Linked DNA regions of Mus musculus: region 1 is linked to region 2. Evidence: chromatin contacts called from public Hi-C data. All regions are on one chromosome and are shown on one strand. The core of a region is the stretch at or near the end of the contact, and the rest is flanking DNA. Distances in the headings are between cores, read along the strand shown. Region 1 has its middle 100 kb from the start of Gm22284. Region 2 overlaps Ebf1 (early B cell factor 1).

Region 1 (4,246 bases), core at 678-3,177, 710 kb after region 2:
GGAATTGAACGTTGTAGCCTTGCGCTTAGGTACCAAGCATTTGACTGACTGAGCTGTCTCTCAACCCCACAAAATGCAAAGTTTATAGATCACTTACCAAAGGCTCAAAGCAGCAAACAGACATGTGCTAGTTTACATGGTAGCGTGATAAAAAAAAATAATAATAAAATAAAATAAAAAACAAAGAAACCTCAGAACCGAACTGTGGCCACCAGACTCCAAGGACCTGTCCTTTCACCTCCACCCTAGGATGCCTTTGACCATGTCTCTCCTCTTACTCTACCCGACATCTGTCTCGAAGCAGCTTCAAACGGACCGCATCCTGATGCAATTCTTAGCCTGCAAGAGGAACGGATGCGTCTGGACTCAAAGCACCATGAACTGAACAGGGATAGCCCTCTGTCAGACAGCAGGCCCAGCAGGTAGCTAGCCTCCATCCCCGGCTGGCCGCCAACAAGAAGGCAGCTCTGGGCAAGCCCACAAAGCAGGCCAGTGTGATCTGCTCTGTGTGGCCCTGATGACTCCACCATTTGCTTAAAAGCCATGCTGTGTTTCCTAGACAATGGCTATACTCCAAGACACACATTCCGGTTTTTAAGGCTCTAATGTAAACATTCTATAAACAGCTCTTTCCCTATGCCTTTGCCCTCCCCATGAAGGCTTTTAACATATTGTTTCTGCTCACTTTTTTTTTCTCCCTTTCTAAATTCAGCTCTGCTCTCTTGCTCCCTTGCTTCTCCTTCCCTTTCTGCTTCAATGTCTCCTTGCCCATCTCCTGACTAACTTCTTCTGCAACATCCTCACTGCTGTGGCTGTGCTCCTTTGAGGAACCTTGTCTTGTCGGGGGGGGGGGGGGGGGTTCTGCAGTTCCCAGCCGTTTCTCGCTCTCTGTTTTCTTGTTTGCCCAGCAGAGCTGTCCTCCTCTGCTGGGTCTGTGTCTCCGCTTTCATGTTTACTGGAAAAGCTTCACTCCACTTCTCACCTCTTCCTGCCCCCCACCGCCTTCCCATCCAGCACCAGTGTGCCCTCATCTCTCCACTGCCCTTTCTTTCTGGATGCCTGGTCCTCCTTGTGTGATCCTTCCTTTCCCACACCCTTCACCCCCATTCTTGGTCCTCTCCTCCCTTATCCCTCTCTCTCCTCTTGCTGCCATTATGTCCCCTCCTGGTTTACACACTCCCTCTTTATCATTGTTTCCACTCCTTCTGGCTACTGATACCATAAAGGGGGTTGCAAACTCTATCCCTGGCTGCATGTGCACACCAGGAGCCTGCCTGGCAGCCTAGCATCAAAATTGCACAGAAAACTGGATCTTGGTGCCTATGTGTAGTAGCTTGGCCTTGGATAGATCTCAGTTAGAGGGCTTCAGTGTAAAGCTGGAGCCCCAGGCATCCAACTCAGGAGGCAAGATGCAGAGAGAACTGTTTCTATTTTCCAGGGCCTTTGGTCAAGTTAAGGCCACAGACCAGTTGAGGTTTCAAGGAGACCTAAATGTCATCACCTCTACCCCTTTCCTCTTCTCTGTCTCTGTCTCTCTCTTTCTCTCTCTGTCTGTCTCTCTGTATGTCTCTCTCTCTGTCTCTCCATCTCTCTGCCTCTCTCTCTCCTCCTCTCTCTGCCCCCCACTCTGTGTGTGTGTGTGTGTGTGTGTGTGTGTGTGTGTGTGTGTGTGTGTGTATGTGTGTGTGTGTGTCTTATGTATGTACTTCTCATTTTGTCTCACTTTTGTCCAGGATACAAAGGCCTTGTAACTTATCAGATTTAGCATACAACATTACCACACTACAAAATAAAATAGAAAAGATAGAAAAGAGAGTAAGAGGCACCCCGGCAGAAGGAGTTGGTGCTGCAGGGCAAAGGCTGGCCTTGCCCAGTTGTTCTGCCTTCCCCAGGCTCCAAGTCAAGCAGGACTGACTATGCCTTTCCTTAGAGTACAGCGCCATCTAGCAGATGAAATGCCAAACCTGTAGCTGAAGGCCTGGAAGCAAGTCTCCACAGATTCAGGCCAGTCAAACCGCAACTGGTCTGAAATAGCAATGTAGCCCTCTGGCCTTGTTTGATATTTCGGTCCATTTTCAACTCTCTGTTTTTCCTGAGCCTCACTCCTGAATTCCTCCAGTATGGTCTTCATTCCTAGAAAAGGCAGCAAAGTTCCAGGTGAGCTGGCAGACTTTGCCTGAAGCTAGGAAGCCCTGGGTGGCATTTTCCAAAGCAAAATAAAACGGAATTTCCTGAAGACGAGGTAATCTTCGTTCCTCATTTCTTTTTCTGTTGTTTCTTCTTTCATCCTTCTGTGAAGACCTGACTTTCAATCACCTCCACAAAGTTACTGTTTCTACATACCATTTATACTCTGTCATTTACTTTTAACTACAAACCCCAGTAGGTTGTCAGTAGCTGTCTATAATCTTTGCCAAAACGTGTGCTGAGGCATCTATAGTCAAATCCATACAGGTTCAGGTAGAGAGCTGTGAAGAGCCACCAATGTCTACGAGGAATATGGGTATGTAGGGTGGCAATGAGACTGTCCCATGTCTGTCCTCAAAGAATTGGGGCATAAGTAATGTAAATATCTCAACATTGCAGAAAAAATGTCCCAGGGCCACACATCTGAAAGCAAGCCATGTCATCTCTCAGTCCTCTCTAGCCTTTCATTTCAGGGGAGGCAAACTAAGGTCAGAGGAGGTCATGCCTAACCTAAGATCACTCACGTTCTTGTGGCATCAAGACGAGACTCCAGCTTGGTACCCTATCATTTCTGGTCCCTCTAACACCTTCCTAATTACACCCAACAGAGAAAGAAGCTCTCCTATTGACCATGCAGGATACCTCTGACCTCCATTATCACAGTGCAAGTGAGAGTCAGCCATTAAAAAAAAAAAAAAGAGTCCAGCTCAAAGCTGAAGGTTCTACCAACTCCATGGCTGCTCACGGTGCATTAGAAGAGCCTGAGGCTACATCTAAGCCTGTCCAGGGGAAACATTACCATCAATTCATGGTGTTCACCATCACTATAGACACAGAATGAGAGTCAATAAAACAACATTCTATGCTTGCTTAGTCTCTTCCAGCCCTGATACTTTGCAGTGTGTGCCTTGAGCAGAAGTCATGAGTTTCTTTCTTGAACTTGAACCAGAAATTTGGGGTTAGGGATACATAGCAGTAATCCTATGACCCACAGATAGTTTTGTACAACCATAGGCTCCCCGTCTCAGTTATAGATGGGCCCGTAGTTCAAGTCCACTGTGGTTCCCAGTGGCATGTACGTCTATTGCTGCTCCCAATTCCAGAGATATCCTATAAAATTCCAAGTCCTAGCTGATCCCTGGTAATATCCACTCCCTTGGCATAAGCAGCAGGCAAGGAGTATTCATAGGAAAGTTGCTCTTGACAACTGCAGATAAGGGAATATACCAAAACAGCCTGGGATGGGTTAACTACGAGTGAAGAAGACACTCTTCAATGTTCTCCATCATGTCAACCCTAGTGTATGGCTGATCCACAGGGCAGCTCTGAATAGACACATTTAACAAACCTGGACATTTCTTCAACAGAGGCAATGAGCCTTCGCCAGGCTCTCCCAACTCAGCTTGCAAATTCCCAGAGTTCTCCTGTTCTTGCCGCTCTTACTGCACAGACCTGCCATGGGAGAACATCTGAGAGTATAAAATTATGAACCAGAGAATCAAACTCTAATAAAATGGGATAAGGGAAAGAGAGCACTAGCTAAGAACTCGCAGATCCACTTTTTAGCTCTCTAGCCTCAGATAAGTTACTTCTGTCCTCCCAGATTTGGTGTTCTTGTGATAAAAGAAAGGACTATAGTAGCATCTACCTCATAGAACTTTTATAAGGTTAAATGAGATTAGAATCATGAAGCTGTTGTTAATATTGTTAATCCATGTCAATTTCTGGCGTATAATGACTCTGATCTGGTTGGATATAAGAACACACATGGCTCATTACAGGTTCACAGTCAATCATGGTTCAGTTACAATATGATACTACCAAGTGTTAGTTAAATAAGGCGTATGTCCAAAATTCAAAGAAAAGAAGATGAATTTGGAAAGTAGTTCCCTTTATAGACTTAAAAACTTGATCAAGACCTTGAAGAAAAGTAAGATGTCAACACAAGTCTTTATTATGGGATCAGACCACATTGAGGTGGAGCAACATCTCATATGTGTTGACCATGGGCTACACCTGCAGCTGAGAAACTCCTTCGACTGGTTTTTAAAGCAGATCT
Region 2 (4,088 bases), core at 1,581-4,080:
TTATTTCTACTGAGATGTGTGTGTGTAGGTTCAGGCAAATGTGCATAAAACTGAAGAGCTATAAGAAAAATAGGAACTCACCCTTTTTATGGATCTCATATGTGCGTATACACAGAACATGTTAAAAAACGAATGCCTCATTCTCTTGGATACATATCTCCCCTTTCTGTGTATCTATGAATATATGCCCATGTACATACACATACGAATATTACACACAATATTGTCCATTTATCTTTAATTTTTCCTTTTCCAACATCACCCACATTCTTTGAAGGAGAATCATGACTGATAAAATCCATGGTGGTCATTAAAGATATTGAACAACATGGGGGCCGCCTTCTCTTCCCGTAAATAACATCAACAATAATGAAGGAGTAAAGGAGAGAGCAGAGCCAGGCAGACTGAGTGGGATACTCTTTCAGGGTCTGTGCTGTGACCTTTAGGATGAGTAAGTTTCTAACAGTCACTCAGAGCCATGCATGAGCAGTGTGGCCTGTGACATCGCAGGTTGTCCTTATGTGTAATGCTAGGCACCAGATGGTGTGTGACACAACAGCCCACCTTTCTCCACAGTTATCCTTATGCTGGGGAGACTTCTTAGTGGAGAAGCTATGTTAGAGGACCACTGTCTTTGTAGTCCAAAAAATCAATCGTTTCTTTATGAATTATTGAGTTGTTTGCACTGCTTTCCTGTCCCTTTTTATTAGAAGGGTGCATAGCTGACATCAGGGCAGACAGATTTTTTTCCTTTCTACTTTACAAAACTTTATGTATTTTTCATCTTGTATTGTCACAAAATAATGAAAGGGACCACTTCTCTCCACACATCTCTTTTCTAGCTTACGCATTTAAATGTTCAGATGCTTGGAGTGAGCTCAGGGTGGACTGTGCTCCTAGCTTGTTGCAATCCAAACTATGTGGCAGGCTCTAGGGACTCCAACTTGTTTTAAGGGGAAAAACACTCACTTTTTCTGTGACAATGAGCATGACAATTGCATGCCTGCATCCAGTATTGCCTTGTGGCTTTTACTCCAAACGAAGAGACAGAACTAAACGAGCATTTCTTACTCTTGTGTAAATAGATGGATTAATGGCATCAAGTGAAAGCCCAGCCTGCCTGAAATGTTAACTTCCTTATAGGGGTTTGAGTTTCTCTTATTTTTGATAAATGGACCAATCTGGCAATAAAATTCTTGCACAGTAGGTTAATAATGTCATAGCTGAACTATGAAATAGTAATGTGTGTACCATCCTTCAGCAAACAATAATCCTTGAAGCCTGATAAATCTATTCTCAGCCCAATTGCATGTTCATTGTTACCCAGGACTCTGTCTTTGCAAACACAAAGCAGTTCTGTGGCGTGCATTTTTAAGCAGAAGCGACCAGGGAGTCAGGGAGACACAGGCGTGTGCAGCCTGTGGAGACAGGTGGACAGGACTGCTTCCTTTCCAGCTTTAAGCTCTTGCTGCCCCCAGTGTCCAAAGTCTATCCTCATGTGCTGCTGGTACCAGAGGATGCTGGGGCCACCTCCGTGTCCCTAGGGAGCTAGGATCACTTATTTGCTGCCGCAGGTACTTGAAAGATTGGGACAAAGGAAGCAAAAATCTCCCCACCCAGGGCCTTCAGTTTCTATCGATCGCTTACTAGCAAGCCAGGTTTGGTCTATTTAGCCCAAATCCCTAATGACAAGAGAAGACGCGGGAGACTCCTCCGGATGCGGACTTCATGCAGAGCTGGGACTACAGAACCTGGCCAACACCTGCAGGCTGCTGCCAGCCAGCAGCACGGGCAGAAAGCCTGCAGAACATTTCAGCACCCGGGCTGCTAAACAAAAGGCAGCCAAATTCCCTCCGTCTATTAAAATTGAGGAGGAGAGAGGCCCTGCCACCCCCATCTGGGACCAGCTCAGGGTAAAATTGATACTGTGTTAGTAAGAAGGATAGCAGTAGCCTAAATCAGGGCTGATTTTCAGGGGAGTATTTAAGCTTCAAAATAGAGGTAGCTTGGGGCAGTGGGCATAAACTTGACAAACAGGCTACTTTAGACCTGTCTGACTGTATCAGCATAATAGGGCAATGAAGCTTTTATTCATTCAAAGAAAGGTTGGGTTTGATTGGCAGGGCAGCCCGCTTGAACGTGAGTGGCTCTTTCCCTCCCCAACACACCACAGCTATCAATTACCGTTTTGAATACGAAGTGTTTCTAATGTAAAATAATGCCAACCTCTGCCTCTGCCCTCAGGCCAGAAAGCTTCTTTGTGTTATTTATTCCCAGTCTGGTCTGAACCTTCCTCACTTCTCTGGCTCTTTTTTTTCCCCCTATCCCCTTTTCTTTCCTTTCAGTATCTAAATGATGTAATATCGCCGGCAGAAGTGAGGTTCATGCAGAAAAACCTTCCTGCTCTTTATTTTAATCAATACCCTTCTGGGTGAGTGACATTTCCACCTTAGTAATTTAAAATCAGGAGACCCGGGGATGTCCGCGCTTGTGAATCACCCTGGGTTCCAGGAACAAAGGAGGCATTTTTGTGTTTTTGTAATTTCCCCATTCGCTGTACAAACAACTGGGCTCTGAAGCTGACTTCGTTTAGCAGTCAACTTCTGTCTAGAAAACTGCGCACCGCCGAGCCAACCGCCGGGCTTATTTACATCAGCAAGTGATTTGTCTAAGCTGCCATCTGTTGGCCACTTAGCTATTTTAATTTGATGCCGGGGACATTACCTGACTTTGTATATTCCATTTTGATCTGCGTCGTGTTTGAGGAATATTTGAAAATGACTCTAAAGGAGAAGACTTTTGAAGGATCCCACTGAACAAATATGTACATATGTTAAAGCCATGCTGGGCAGGAGTGTGGGAAGAGGCGAGTGCGTGTGTATACAGAGTGGGCTAATCATCTCTGCGGGCAAACTGACAGTACATCCTCTAGAATTCCTTCCTTCTCATTTCCAGCAGACCCCCTCATTTGCCCATCGTTCAGAGGCTTTCCCACAGTTCCAAAGCGGCTGTTTTTAGGTGGTTATGTTTATAACCCTTGTGAGCCAGTGCAGGATGCTGAAGGAGGCACAGTGGAATATCCATCTGCAAGGGCCCAAGGTTCCAGTGTGGCTCCAGCTTGTTCTTCTATCTTTTCATCATTTGTCTCTCTCATAGCACCCCAGTTAGTTAAGAGTGAGTACTTATCCAGACCCTCTATGAAAGCTCCAGAGAAGTTTGAAATTTTCTTTTTGATTCCCCATGTTGTCTGCCATATAATATTCCCTTCTGTATAACTTCTTTCTGTGGGCTTTTGTGATATTGGTGTTTTTTCCTCCTACCATTCATCAGATGTTAGAGTATTTCCAATTGAACTTGGCCTTGCTTCCAAGCAGCTTCCTGGCTACACTGGTCTTACACTGGCATTCTCCTCAAGCTAACATGTTGTGTACAACTGCAGGATAGCTGTCCACAGCAGAGACACATAGGCACCTCCGGGTTACACACTCCCCACTGTGCTTACTGAGAGCACAGAAGTGCCAACTACCCTATCCCAGACATCCATGCACAAAACATTCAGTCATCAGATGGGAACAGATCTAATGCTAACCCCGGGCAGAGTGGACAGTTAGGCAGGCACCAGGAAAGAGTGAGTGAAAAGATGTGAACAGGCTGAAGAGAGCCAGGTGTTGGGCTTTCAACCTCCATAAGGTGGAGATTTTCTCTTCGTGTCTATTGTACTTGAAGAATATGTGAATCTGCTCAAAGTCGTGAAAGTAGAAATATATAATCTAGGAAATGTGACGCTTTATTTCTCTCCCTGAAAAATGCAGGCAGGGAAGGGACCCACAAGACCCATGTCGGCACGAGACTGTAGGAACAGAGAGAATGAGATTAGGTGAGATTCGGCGCTTGCTCAGGGGTAGTGAGCTGTGAAGTCTATGTTGGTCTTACAGACATTATCAGGTACCATTATTTCCAAAGCAAGATATGGCAGACAGAAACAACTGCTTTCCTAATTATTCTAACGAAGCTTCCGGAGCACTAGGACAAAGGGACTCCATCAAAGTTTTTCACTGTCCCCAAACTTCATATTTACAGTCTAGCAT

The links. A called contact is a pair of places that touch in the nucleus more often than the background predicts.
Region 1: a Hi-C map of cerebellum shows a contact between it and region 2, with 3 times the contacts expected there. The contact joins two enhancer-like sites. A contact is called at or near these places in 1 of 15 datasets of contacts at CTCF or cohesin (large pre-B cells), 6 of 484 Hi-C or Micro-C datasets (cerebellar granule neurons, cerebellum, cortical neurons and 2 more), 1 of 115 datasets of contacts at active chromatin or transcription factors (large pre-B cells) and 2 of 9 other capture datasets (embryonic stem cells and embryonic tail).

What each region holds. Positions count from the first base shown.
Region 1 is chr11:45,537,709-45,541,954 of GRCm38.p6, forward strand. No RefSeq gene overlaps it. Among named protein-coding and RNA genes, the nearest start is that of Gm22284, 100 kb to the right of the region's middle. Within about 2 kb of position 1,928, at least 23 of the 459 cell types and tissues checked have an H3K27ac peak or open chromatin away from gene starts, as enhancers often do. A contact at or near this core is called in cerebellum, where this site is marked.
Region 2 is chr11:44,830,926-44,835,013 of GRCm38.p6, forward strand. The region is part of intron 6 of Ebf1 (early B cell factor 1); the gene reads left to right. Among named protein-coding and RNA genes, the nearest start is that of Ebf1, 210 kb to the left of the region's middle. Within about 2 kb of position 2,831, at least 23 of the 459 cell types and tissues checked have an H3K27ac peak or open chromatin away from gene starts, as enhancers often do. A contact at or near this core is called in cerebellum, where this site is marked.